3 separate regions of the Mus musculus genome follow, and all the other regions are linked to region 3. Evidence: chromatin contacts called from public HiChIP or PLAC-seq and promoter capture Hi-C data. All regions are on one chromosome and are shown on one strand. Each heading gives the region's core, a stretch centred on a gene start, on an enhancer-like site or on the middle of the called end of the contact. The rest is flanking DNA. Distances are from core to core; before and after follow the strand shown.

Evidence for each region. HiChIP or PLAC-seq counts read pairs in DNA pulled down with a chosen protein or histone mark. Capture Hi-C pulls out chosen DNA fragments and counts their contacts.
Region 1: a contact with region 3 is called in an HNF4G HiChIP or PLAC-seq map of pancreatic cancer cells. The contact joins the promoter of Reep6 here to the promoter of Onecut3 in region 3. A contact is called at or near these places in 1 of 39 promoter capture datasets (neural stem cells), 1 of 15 datasets of contacts at CTCF or cohesin (CD8 T cells), 5 of 484 Hi-C or Micro-C datasets (embryonic stem cells, epiblasts, induced pluripotent stem cells and 2 more), 6 of 115 datasets of contacts at active chromatin or transcription factors (the 230-238 cell line, embryonic stem cells, fetal liver and 3 more) and 3 of 9 other capture datasets (adipose tissue, liver and pancreatic islet).
Region 2: a promoter capture Hi-C map of pancreatic islet shows a contact between it and region 3. The contact joins the promoter of Ndufs7 here to the promoter of Onecut3 in region 3. A contact is called at or near these places in 2 of 115 datasets of contacts at active chromatin or transcription factors (memory CD8 T cells and pancreatic cancer cells) and 1 of 9 other capture datasets (pancreatic islet).

What each region holds. Positions count from the first base shown.
Region 1 is chr10:80,328,324-80,332,659 of GRCm38.p6, reverse strand. It overlaps Reep6 (receptor accessory protein 6), which reads right to left and starts at 2,515. Exons shown (of 5, transcript NM_001204931.1): 1 at 2,315-2,515. The coding sequence starts at 2,429. It overlaps Pcsk4 (proprotein convertase subtilisin/kexin type 4), which reads left to right and starts at 3,187. Exons shown (of 15, transcript NM_008793.2): 1 at 3,187-3,389; 2 at 3,610-3,714. The coding sequence starts at 3,210. Gm51809 (a long non-coding RNA gene) reads left to right here. Exons shown (of 3, transcript XR_003949017.1): 2 at 1,519-1,717; 3 at 2,168-2,201.
Region 2 is chr10:80,247,685-80,252,242 of GRCm38.p6, reverse strand. Ndufs7 (NADH:ubiquinone oxidoreductase core subunit S7) reads right to left here and starts at 2,794. Exons shown (of 8, transcript NM_029272.4): 1 at 2,752-2,794. The coding sequence starts at 2,767. n-TFgaa3 (a tRNA gene) reads left to right here and starts at 3,207; the gene lies at 3,207-3,279. n-TNgtt7 (a tRNA gene) reads right to left here and starts at 3,084; the gene lies at 3,011-3,084.
Region 3 is chr10:80,492,708-80,496,955 of GRCm38.p6, reverse strand. Onecut3 (one cut domain, family member 3) reads right to left here and starts at 2,050. Exons shown (of 2, transcript NM_139226.3): 1 at 766-2,050. The coding sequence starts at 1,948.

The DNA of each region.
Region 1 (4,336 bases), core at 1,266-3,765, 160 kb after region 3:
ATTCCTTGCTCTTCAGTTTCACTGCTGCCCATGTACAGGCGGCTGGGGTTGACTTCTGCTCCCTGGGGCACTTGTGGTGGGTTGTGGCTTTACTTAGTGCCTTCATTACCGCACTCCACAGAGCAGCCTTCTGGCCACTAAGACACTTGGCAATGAAAAGCTGGGAGCCACCATTGTGAATCTGTCACTAGACGGTGCCAAGGAAGAGCACAGGGCTTGTGGGATCTGGGGCCTTATTGTGCTCCAATGAAGGTCAGAGGCTAGGCAAAGAGGGGAGGTGGGAAGGCTTATCCACTTGAGGGGACCTTTGCCCTTGGGGCAGCTGGGACTAGGATGGCTCCTCCTTCCTCCCCCACAGACTGTTATCTGCAGGGACACAGGCGTCGGAGCCTAAGGTCAGAGTCCCGGCCCCTCCTTCCATCTGCTCTGGGTCTTATCCTCTTCGACCTAAGGATGAAGAAGGAGGGGGCAGCAGCTGGCCCCAGTGACCTTTGTACCACTGCCCCCAATAAAGTTGCCAGCCTCATTTAGTGTCTGAGGGCATAGCGTGGCCATTTGGGGCAGTTGAGATAAGGGTCCTGAAGCAGGTGGGAGATGTCACCCTGTCTCTGGCACTCATGGGGTGGAGAGGGCTCTTCCAGTGTACTGGTCCCCTCAATCTCTTTAACTACAACCTCAGCAGGAAGAGGATAACCTTGGACAAAGGCCTTAGGGCAGGGAGGGAGCAAAGGCACAGAGACAAATGGACAGGACAGGTGACAGGTTTCACAACACAGCCCCTGCCACCTAGGCCTTAGTTCCCCTCCTGGCTGCCCCCCCCCCCAAGGTACTATGATGCAATTTGCCTAGTGATGTGGAAAGACAGGACAGAGGCTGTGGCCTATACCTGGGCCACACAGCGGGAAAATGGGCTGTCTTACGGTGCTGAGTCACAGGTGCAGTCTGGACAGATATCAGAACCCCCACACAAACACGGGGGGTCGGGTGGAGCCCACCTGCCCTCCAGCTGGTGAGGAAGTGACAGTACGTGGAACTTTGGGGATCTGTGGCAAAGGGCTTTATGTCCTTCACTCAGAGTTGCCGTGGTCTTGTGATTCAGGAAGGGAGGGGGACTTCAGAACACCACTGCAAGTTTCTGAAGACCCCAAAAGAAGGTCCCTAAAATCATTTCAGAAAGATGATGCACCAAGGCCCTTTCCACACTGCAGAAGGGGTCTAGAACAAGAATGGACCTAAAAACAGCTGAGGTGCTTGGATGGATAGTCCCTTCCTGCAAGTCCCTCCCCAAATCCCAGCCACTACCTTAGATCAACAAATATTGACTCAAAGCTATTGTGCTGAAGCACGGAGGAAGAGAGAGAGCCTAGTGTCCGGGTGCTGGGTCAGTCTCCTCCCAGCCTGGGCCTCAGAGGGCTCAGAGATCCACGGGGACTTTCTCCATGAGAATATTCGAGAAGGAGTACACACAATGGGCTGATAGGGCTGGGGTTGTTGTCCCTTGTTTTTCCATCCACTTAGGGGCCAGCTGGGCCACTGGAAAAACCAGACTTGCAGAGAAACCAGACTTGGGGCCTGGCATGCAGCCAGGGCCCCAAGAGGAGGCAGGTCACATGGAGAGTTGCAGTAGGACCCTAGGGTGCCCTTTTCCAAAGACCTTGGAAGAGAAGCAGGCAAATGAAAATCCCCCTTCTTGGGATTCCAGGATGAGACCCTACAGGTAGGTCAGAATGCCCAAATAATAACAGGGTCCCTGGGGGAACCAGAATGTATTTCCCTTCCATAGATAGGCACCTAGGACATTTTGGTTGCCTGTTGGGGACCCAGCTGTGCATTTCTTCCCAGTCTGGTCTGGGTGCCTAGTACCTCATGAGGTCTTTTCCCAGGCCCATCAGGGACCCAAGATATGCACTCCTTCTAGGTCTGAGTCCTTATGGCCTTGTAGAGGCCCTCAGGAACCTAGGATGTGCACACCTTCCAGGTCAGAGTTCCCAGAACCTCACGATGCCTGGTATAAGGGTCCATCTTAGAGATGGGATGCTGCAGCTAGGAATGAACTCTCAGGACCTCCCAAACCCCGTAGAAAACCTAAGATGTAAACTCCTTCCAGGGTGAGGGCACCCAAACTTCAAGATGCCCAGTCAGAACTTGGGTCCTGCAACTTATACAGGGATAGGACCCGGGAGCCAAGCCTGCATTCCCAGGGCCTCCTGGAGCTCGTCTAGAACCCATGACATGAGTCCTTTCCAGTGATGGGACCCAGGACCTCATGGTGCCCGTTGGGAACCAAGTGACATGCACCCCTCTCCAGGCTCACCCGCGGCGAGATACCGCTTCTCTACACCGGTCCTTGCTTCGAGCGCCCCGAGCGCTTCGGTGGCCACGTTCTTCTGTTCCAGAAAACGTTCGAAGCGCTGGCGCAGACCGTCCATGGCAGCGGCGGGCGCGGGGCAGGCCACTGAAGCACGCCCGCAACCTCGCGCACCGGCGCCGCCGAGAGCGCACTTTCACCACCCGCCCACCGCCCGGCCCCGCCCCCGGCCCAGTGCTTTCGGCCCCGGACCCTGGCTCCGCCCCCGCCCCCCGGCTCTGGCCAATGGGAGGGCAGGGCGGACAAAGGAGGTGGGGCCTGCCCCGTCTCCCCGGCCGCATGGCCCTCTGGCCAGGGTGAGGGCCGGGGCGGCAGCGAGGAGTCCCGAGGGGGCGGGGCCCCAGGGTGATGGCGTGTTGATTGGTCAAGAGGGTGTGGCACGATAGTGATTGGACAAGCGGTAGATTATTGACGGAGAGCGATTGACGTGGGTGGAGCTAGTTGAGGAACAGATGGGCGGAGCCTGGTAAAGATCAGCGCTGATTGGACAGACCAGAAAGGAGGCGGGACTACACTGGAAAAACGAAGCTGATCACGAAGGAGGGGGCGTGGAGAAAAGTGGGCGGGGCCAAATAAAGGTTGAAGGCACCTGTTACCTTGAACCTGCTCCTAAGGGCAGATGGAGGGGTTGTCCTTGTATAGGTGGAGAAAGTGAGGTTCCCGAAGGCTTAGGTCCCTATGAATGTGTCACTCCTAGTGGAATATTCCCACCCCTCCCAGGTGGGGAGGGGGTGGGGGAGGAAGGAAGCGCAAGGCCCCTTGGGAGTTGACAGCTTCGCGTTGCTATGGTGTCCAGGCTGGGAGTGCTTCCTGAAGCCCCGCCCCCGCCCCGCCCCCCGCTATGCGGCCCTCCCAGACAGAGCTGTGGCTGGGTCTGACTTTGACTTTGGCCCTCCTGGCTGTGAGGTGGGCCTCAGCCCAGGCCCCCATCTATGTCAGCAGCTGGGCAGTGCGGGTGACCAAAGGTTACCAGGAAGCTGAGCGCCTGGCCCGTAAATTTGGCTTCGTCAACCTGGGACAGGTGGGTGGGACGTGGGGTGTGGGTCTGGACAACCTCAGATCTGGACAAATGGGAGGGTGTCCCCAAGACCTCCCCAAATATGTATCTGTGTGCCCCTCCATGTTCAATTTGGGATTCTGTGGCTGTCATATGGACCCCTGGCTGAGGTGTATAAAGTCGTGGAGATCCTATCAAAGGAGCAGGGTCCCAGCTATGCCCCTGTTGTCCGTCGCATTCCCAGATCTTCCCTGACGACCAGTATTTCCATCTGCGGCACCGGGGTGTGGCCCAGCAGTCCCTGACTCCACACTGGGGCCATCGTCTACGACTGAAGAAAGATCCCAAGGTGAGAGTGCTCGTGGATGCTGTGTCCCAACCAGTAGCCTTCTGTCACCGTTCCTGCTATGAGTGGCCTGTGTGAAGTGGGGCCTAGTTGGGGAAGCCATGTGTGAGCTAGGCGCATATGTAACACAACTTAATATCCAGGGGGACTCAGATAAACCCTTGCCCTGTTGTCCTGAATGGAAGGTCTCATGCACTGGTCCTTTCCCCCCCTGCAAGCCACAGGATGTAGGGAAGGGAACCGGTCCATTTCAGCACACAGGGGAGCTGGAGTCGGTGAGTGTGCAGAACCAGGGGCAGAGCCCAAGTTTTTGGTGCTTCTGTAGGTGTCCTGTCCACATTAGGCCAGTCTGCCACTGGGAACAACTCTTAGATGGCAGTCAAAAAACAGGCATGGAGGTGTGGTATGAGCCATAGAGGGTTACAGGATACGTTAGAGAGGGGATCACCTGCACTGGGACCTATCTTAGCTATTGCTATGACAAATACCATGACCAAAGCAACTTCCAGAAGGAAGACTTTATTGGAGCTTATTGGACTCAGAGGGTGAGGCCATGGCCAGTATGTCAGGGAGCATAGCAGGAGGGGTCAAGGTGGTGCTGATAGTTCACAAGGGGAAGGGAGAG
Region 2 (4,558 bases), core at 1,545-4,044, 250 kb after region 3:
ACTTCTCTACCCCAGGACCCAAGTCAGCTGCTTCTGAACAGCCTGTTCTACATTTGCACATAGCAGGCCCTTCCCACATGGCAGGACTCAACCAAGGGGACTTTTTAAAAGGAAGAGAGACATGGCAGGCAGCTTTGAGCCAGGATGGAGCCATGCCCTCACTGCTTATGTATTGGAATCTTTATCTGAGCACCTTGGAATGCAACTGTATGTATGAGCATGTTGCCCCAGCATCTCAGAACGGAATGTCATTGTATGCATAAGCCTTTCCAGAGGCAAAAAAAAAAGCTACAATGAGGTCACTAAGATGTGCCCAGACATAGCAGGATGGATATTCTTTGTAAGGGCGGGTGTGGGTCAGGTCTGAAGATGTACAACTGTCATCCTAGCACTTTGGAGACAGAGGCAGGGGTCTGCATGTCCTAGAACAGCCTGGCTTACATGGGAACAGACTCTAGAAAATCCCAAACAGCATTTAAAAACACAAAAACAAACAAAACCAACCACGGGTAGGATATAAAGATGACTAGGATAGCCTCATGAGGATAGAGGGGGTCATATCTGTGAGCTCACGAAACCCCAGCCCTGTGACACTCTGATCTTGGACTCCAAGTTCAAGGAATACAAGATAAATTTCTGTCATCTGGGACCAAGCTTGGGGGTGCACACCTTGAATCCCATCACTCAGGATGCAGAGGAAGGTGGAGGGAGCTCTGTGAGTTCGAGCTAGCCTGGTCTACATACCAAGTTCCAGTCAGCTAGAATTACATAGCAAGATCCTGTCTTGGAGGAAGAAAGTGGGAGGGGGTCTCATCTGGGACTGCCCCTCCATGACAGAAAGGTGGGACTGGGAGAGAGACACCCACCATGACATGGGGATTATCCTGCCTCCCACACTCGGGGCTGGGCTGACGGTGGCTTTCCACACTCCTTCTTCTGCCTCAGCCCTCCTCACTGACTTCAGCCTTGCTCAGGGCTACTGCTTCCCAAGGTCACGACTGCTTAGACCAAAGACAGACTACTGCAGACTCTAGACTTTCTGACTGAGTGGCACACACCAGGCCTGATCTTCCCCATCTAAAAACTTAAGGCTTTGGATAAACTTTCAGCAAAGTAAATGCCCTACTAAGTGGCTGGAGGTGCCAGCAGCAGGTGTTTGTTTTAACTGGCATAGGGTCTCTTTGTGTTGCCTAAGCTGCTTCTGAACTCTGACCTCAGGAGAGCCTTCTGAGCAGCTAGGACTGCATGAAGCACAAGTCTGGCTCAGACCAGATTTCTGTGCTGTCATGCTGGGAATGAAATGTGGGGCCCTGAACACATTCAGTGAATGTTTTAACACTGGACCACATCTCCAGGCCTCCTCCTCTTCCTGCCTTTTAAAATGGTATTACTATGTATCCATGGCCGGCCTGGAACTCCCAGAAATCTTAGTGCCCTTCTTTTGAAGCAGGGATCCAGTATAGCCCAGGCTAGGCTCATCCTGCCTCAGCGTCCCAAGGGATGGGATCACAGCTGTACAGTACAATGCCTTACAGCAAACATCCTCCTTGTTGTCTCTAAGGTGTTAGTTTCTCCTTCAAATAGGACCACAGTAAGGTCTATTAACTGTCACCAGCAAGATCACAGCTGAGCCTGAGTGAATTCAGGCGCCAGCAGTCAACACCACGAATCACCAAGCCCTCCACTCTTCAAGGGGGCTACATCACAGCTGGGCTGGGTACAGTGGTGGGGTCTGTAACCCCAGCAATGAGAGACTGTAGCAGGAACATGAGTTTGATATGACTCTAGGCCACACAGGAAGACCCTATCTTTAAAAGAAAAAATAATGTTGGGTATAGTAGTAAGTCTGTCATCCTAGTATTTGGGGTCAGAGCCTGGAGGATCAGGAGTTCAAAGTCAGCCTCTTATACATGAGATCCTGTCTCCAAAGCAGGCATTTGGGGCTGGAGTTGTGTTGGCAGAGTCCCTGCCTGGCATGCACCAAGCTCTTAGTTCCATCCCTGGTGCTGTATAAATGGGCTTGACTGTGCACACCTGCCATCCCAGCATTAGCAGTGAAGGCATTCGGATGAAGCCTTCAAGATCACCCACAGTATAGAGTTTGAGCTAGGACCCATCAGACACTGTCTCAAAGCAACAACAAAACACAGAAGGAGTTAGACCCGACTTCCTGAGTTCTCCCACTCCTTATGTTAACACTGCAACCTGCTAGGCGATGGGAGGTTCCACTTAGCAACTGTCGCTCACGTCTACCAAACTGCACAGGTGTTTAATCCCTGTACATAAAGAGAAAGACACCAAAGCTTTGGCAGGGAAACTAAGACATCTGCTCTAGAGGCCCTTGCTAGCTGTCCAGGTTGGGGATGAGATGGAAAGAGCCACCGGGTGGGTGGCCTAAGTGTCCTGGGCCTCTCCCCTGTCCCACTCTGTGCTTCGGGGACATCAGCCGGGTTTCTGCAGTCAGCTTCCTGAGGTTGGAAGATACACAGGCCTCAGCGTTCCCGACTATAATCAGGGACGATAGCAGGAGGCCTGCAACTTGCTATGTAGACCATGCAGAACTGTGTAACGTGAATTCAAACATGCTTCGGCCTAATGCTAGACACCGACATTACCGAGGGCTGGGATCTGACCTATAGGTCTCTACGGTCCCAACGCCTCTCAACACTAGGCTTGGGCTCCAAGGTCCCCGCAGCGCCAGCTCGGAGCCCAGGACTACGCCACTCTCCCGACCGCAAGGGCTTCACTCACCCGCCAGCGCCGCCATCTTGGCCTCGGCCTTCAGACAACCTCTGCGGTCCGTCCTCCAAAGAGTTCCGGTTCTAGTCCAACGCCCAAATAGACACCAGCGGAAACCCGCACCACAAGCCGAGTGGTTCTGACCCGCTTTATACCTGTGGTCGCGTCCGCGCAGAGTGCGCCACGGTCGTCCTGTGACAAACAGGAAACAGCGACAAAATAAAGAACTTCCACTTTATTCAGTATTAGGGAATGAAAAAGTCGCTGTGGTCGTCCCTGGGTGGGCTCGAACCACCAACCTTTCGGTTAACAGCCGAACGCGCTAACCGATTGCGCCACAGAGACGACATTAGTCAGCTGCTTATAGTATAACCCTACAAGGTTTGACAGACAAATTGTGAAGTGCGCTTGCGCGCTAAAGCAATGGCACGGGGCGGAGGGAGGGTGTTACCGACAAACAGCGCGTCGCCGAAATAGCTCAGTTGGGAGAGCGTTAGACTGAAGATCTAAAGGTCCCTGGTTCGATCCCGGGTTTCGGCAAGTGTTTTTAACTCATTGATGAACCTGTCTTCCGTTTTTGAGATTTTTGATTCGTTTTGAACCACAGTCTTGAATTAGTCCAATCCAATGTTGAACTTTTACGTTCTATTTACATATTAGCAATCAGTCCTGCATTCTTCCAATTAATAGGTCTAAAGCCATTACTGACTATGAAATGTAAAAGTATCGGGGTGAATTGTTTACACACCTGTCAGACTAGCACCCCAGAGAAGCAGGAGGATGTGTACGAGGACAAGTTCTTCCTCTCAAAAAGCCAAAATTATTATTGTTGTTGGTAATGATGTTGTTAAGTAACTTTTTTTTTTTTTTCTTTTTTGGTTTTTCGAGACAGGGTTTCTCTGTATAGTCCTGGCTGTCCTGGAACTCACTCTGTAAACCAGGCTGGCCTTGAACTCAGAAATTCACCTGCCTCTGCCTCCCAAAGGTAACATTTTTTTAAAATGGCTCAGCAGAGCATTGGTTCCTCTTTCAAAAGAATGGGAATTCAATTCCCAGCATCCCATAACCTTCTAAAACTCCAATTCATGGGTCTCTGATGGCTCTTTTGATCTCTCCAGGCACCAGGCATGCATGCAGTCAAAACACCCACACATAAAATAATAAAGTAAAATGAATAAATGTAGGTGGTTAGTGAGCACTCTCTCCTATCACGCAGAAGACCCTGGTTCCACCTCGGCACCACATAAACAAGGCATGTGTGGCGTGCCTGTCATTCCAGCCCTGGGGAGGTTGAGGCAGGAGAGTTAGGAGTCCTTGGCTAGACAGCAAACTCAAGGCCAACCATGATAATGAGAATGATAAAGGTCTGAACTGGTTCAGTGGATAAAAGCAGTTGACTGCTGCTAGACCTGAGTTAGATCTCTAGATCCCACAAGGTGGCAGGAGAGAACTGGAGTCCGAAAGTTGTCCCAGGCATGGGTACCAATGGCTCATGCTGCACATTTGCATGAGCACACACACTCGCAGACACACACACACATGAGCACGCACACACACATTATCCCTGCCTCTTATTTCCAGAGCGCTTGGCTTGGCATTAAGGGATGGGAGGTGGCTGTCATTTGGTAGAAAGTCAGTAACGCCTGGGCAGGAGTCTCATTTTCCCCATTTGTAAACTGAATAGAATCATATACATGTAGCACTCTCTTCCACTAATTTCCACTTGTTCAGTGATTTATTTATTTTGGGGTGTGTGTGTGTGTGTGTGTGTGTGTTTTACAAGGCTGGGTATGGCTGGAGAGAACTATGGACTAGAGAA
Region 3 (4,248 bases), core at 801-3,300:
TGGACTGGGTACCGAAGAGGCAGCTCGAAGAGAGGGACAGCAATTTGTCCCCGTGGAGAGAAGTAGAAAGGGGGGACAGGAAAACAGGAGGGAGTGAGGCCCTGGGAGCCACGGGGGGGGGGGGGTGTGAAGGCCTCTGGTGGATGCCACTGAGCCCAGGGTCCCAAGGGCTGCCCCTCCCCCAATCTCAAATGACCTTTGCCAACGGCCAGAGGGGGGAGGGATGGGGGACTAGCGGATCGATCGTCGGCAGAGGCTGAGCTGCATAGGAAGAGAGCTCGGTGGTGGTGGTGGTGCTGGGGCTGGGGGCAGAGCGGTGGCCAGGCCTTGGCTGAGTCTAGTCAGCACCTAGAGCTTTGTGACTGGGTGGAGAGAGGGCGCCTTTGGTCCCTCTTGCAGGATGTTTGGGGACGAGGGGAGTGGCACCTCTGATCGCAGGGGATCGTGAACCCAAGGAACGTGCTACAGACGCGCGCATACACGCGCACACACGGAGCCACGCGAGGGCTGTTTTAGTTTAGCACCCTATGTCTACATCAGCCTCAAAGACACTAGACACCCTACACAGTCCCTAAAAGAATAGGGACGGAAACAATAATTGTATTTGCCCTCTTTCTATTAGTGACACTCGGCGATGCAGACCCCGGGTCAGCCTCAGAGGCTACAGTTTCCCCCCTCTAGGCTGGCAGGACGCACTAGCCAAGGTCCTTCATCCTGTGCCAACCATGTCCCCCAGGATCGAGCCTCAGGGGCCCTTGTCCCTACCTGCCAGGCGCAGCGCCGACATGCGCTGGAACTCCGGCTCCTGCAGCCACTTCCACATCCTGCGGAAGGTCTCGCGGCCGGATTTGAGCTTGCTCCAGGGCTTCGGGTTGCGCAGCAGGTCGGAGAGCGTGCCCTGCGAGCGGCACAGGATGCGCTGCGCGAAGATGGCCTGCGGGATGCTGTAGCGCTTCAGCTCGGCGGTGATGCGCTGGGCCACCTCTTTGGTGTTGATCTCTTCGGCTGCAGCGCCGGCTCCCGGGCCGCCGCTGCCGCCGCCAGCGCCACCGCCCCCTCCGGGGCCACCGCCGCCTGAGTGAGGCCCGTGCGCCCCGGCCGCAGCCAGCCCGCCCAGCGGAGCCAGCAAACCCGCGGCCGCCCCGCCGGCCGCCCCGCCGCCTCCCGCGCCGCCGCCGCCTCCAGGCAGCCCTCGGGCCAGCGCGTCCTCTGCGCGCCCCAGAAGCGCCGCGTGTGGCTCGAAGGCGGCAGGTGGCAGTAGTTTGTCCCCGGCCAGGTGGCCCGGAGCCCCGTAAGCGGCGAGCGGTGGCGGCGGCGGCGGCTGCGGGGCGCTGTGCAGAGCGGGGGGCAGCGCGCTGGGCAGCGGCGACAGTGGCGACCCCATGGTGGGCAGCTCCTTGCCATAAGGCCCGTAGAGGTGGCCCACCGAGGCCAGCGCCGCCCGCTCGTCGCGCATGAGGGTGAAGCTGCCGCTCACGCTGGCCGCCAGGCGCTGCGGAGGGGGCGGTGGCGGCGCGGTGGCCGGGTGAGGGTGAGCGTGTGGATGGCCTCCGTGCGCCCCAGCCACCGCGTGCTGGTGGAACTTATCGGCCACGGCGGCCAGCGGCGGCAGGTGCTGCAAGGGCGTGAGCGTGGTGTAGGTGCCACCCAAACCTGGGGCCTCGCACGCCATACCCATGGCCGGGTGCAGGGGGCCAGCCAGCTCCCCACGGAAGTCAGGGCCACCACCCGCGGCCCCTGCAGCCCCCGCGCCCCCGGCGCCCCCGCCCCCGGCGCCACCACCGTCCAGCAGGCTAGCCATGCCGGCCACCAGGCCTGGGCGCCCCGATGCCACTAGGCTTCGGTGTTGGGCCGCGGCGGAGCGCGCGTGGCCCGGGCTCAGCAGCTCGCCGGCTTGCGCGTGTGTCACCCCGTGCAGCCCCCCGAGGCTCTCCAAGCTCAACTCCATCCTGGGTGTCCTCTTCGTGTGTGCTCAAGGCCGCAGCATGGTCCCCACGCACTGGCCGACGCTCCTGGTGGCGGCGGCTGCTACTGTCCCGCTTGTTCAGTGCTCTCGCTCGGCTTCGGCTGCTGCGAGCAGCGGCCACCAGGATGTGGCGGGGCGGCCGCCGCCGGCGCCCCGGCCCGGGTCTGACGTCAGCGCCCCCGCCCATCGCTCCGCCTGCACCCGCCAAACCCCTTGGAGCACCAGGCTGGCTTCTTGGGTCTCCCCATTCTCCTTGCCCTGAGAAGAACCTGAGGGATTGGGGTGGGGGACCGCTAGTCCTGGCTCTGTGTGAGTGTGAGTGAGTGTGTGTGTGTGTTCTCATATCAGCGTCTTTGATTCTCTGTCCTGTACATTCCCCCTTCTGCCCCTACCCGCCCCCAGTTCCTGAAGTGTGGCTACAAACGCCCCCCAACTCTGTTGACACTCTCAGAAAGATGGGCTGTTTTCCCCGTATGCACACAAAGATTTCAAAACCTCTTTTGGGATGAAGTGGGGCTATTAGTAGGTCCCCAGAACAATCACACATTGGCCTCAAGCACAAGGAAAAGCAGGCATTTGGGCATTTGGGCCTCTGTTTCTTCAATTGTGCAATGTAATTGCCCTGCAGAAATCTTTCTTAACAGGGACTTTAGTGGTTTTTAGGCCCAGGATTGGGAAGACAGAGGCAGGTGGATCGTTAATTTGGAGGCTAGCCTGGTCTATGTAGCAAGTTCCAGTCAGGCAAGGGCTTTATAGTGAGTCTTTGCATCAAAGCAAACATAAATTCCTCCAAGGTCCGGTGTAGTGGCACATGCCTTTAATCTCGGCACTTGGGAGGCAGAGGCAGGTGGATTTCTGAGTTCAAGGTCAGCCTGGTCTACAGAACTGGATTCAAGGACAGTCAGGGCTACACATGGAAAAGATGACAGAGAGGGGGGGAAGAGAGAGGGGAAAATTCCTCCTAAGTCCCGTGTAATTGGCTACTTCCTGTCCCCAATATCTCTGGGGTCTAAGGATGTCTTGTCTGAGACTGGTCATCTCTAGACCAGCTTGGGTTTGGGGTTTTTTTTTTTTTTTCAGACTGAGATAGCTAGCCTAGGATCTCTCTCTCTCTCTCTCTCTCTCTCTCTCTCTCTCTCTCTCTCTCTCTCTCTCTCTCTCCCTTTCCCACCTGCAGACAGTGAAGGGGGACAGAAGGGGTACATGGATGGCACCCTACAGGCACAAAGCACCTGGGAACAAGACCCCTTGGGTTTGTGGAGAAGAGATTACCGATTACCAGGGTGGCCATGCCAGACTCTGGGGGGACCTTGTGTTAGGAGGGTGTCTTCACTCAGCCTCAGCCCCTGCCTCCCTTGCCCTGCTCACTGCCAGGGAGGGTTATTGGCATTTGTTCTGGAGCTTGAGTCACCCATGGGCTCTGACGCTCACTCAAGGGATGCCCCCACCAATGGCTTGGGCTATCAGGCTGGAAACAAAGCAAACCAAGAATCTGATGTCCACAGTGCACTGGCTGTGTGACAGGCGTGGTGGTCCATGCCCGGGGCTGCACAGATCCTTTTCTGTTCCTCATTTTCCCCTTTCATGCTGCCCCCCCCCCCCCAGAGAAGAGGATCTTGGAGGAAAGTGAGTGGCATTGTATATGAGCCATTAAGGGGGGGGGTACACAGAGGTCCCTCTCCCAAATCCTTGGGTGGACAGGGCTGAAGGGACTGTTTCAATGTGAACAAGTCAGCATTTATTAAGCTCCAGCTGTTTAACAGTCCTAGAGAGGGAAGAGATCCAGAGCCTATCACTTCTTGCCTGTTGCCATCTTGGTCTCCTGGTTGGGGGTGGGGGTGGGGATAGTGGGGAGTAAAGACTGCAGAGGGGGCCATTAGGGTGAAGCTTGCAGGAGTGGGTACTTTTACCCATCCATCTCCCCCAAGGGGCAGAAGCCTTGGGGTCTTCTGATTTGGGGAGCCTGGACAATTTGGGGCCACAGCCATCTTCCAGATAGAGGAACTGAGGCACACAGAGTGTCTGTTGCACCACTGGGGTTTCCTCCCCAGTGACAAAGAGCTGGGGACAGTTGCTATGGCCAGGATCAGAGTCAAGTCTGCAGTCCCCAAGTCTATCCTACAACATCACAGATAATTAAAAATAATCGTGGGGTGTGGAAATCAATCCACCACCGTCAACCGATAGCATTCAGAGCTCTAGAAAGCAAAGAGCTACAGGGGTTGACTGGGTGTTTAAAAACAGAAAAACAAAAGATGACCATAAACCCTTTCAAATACCAG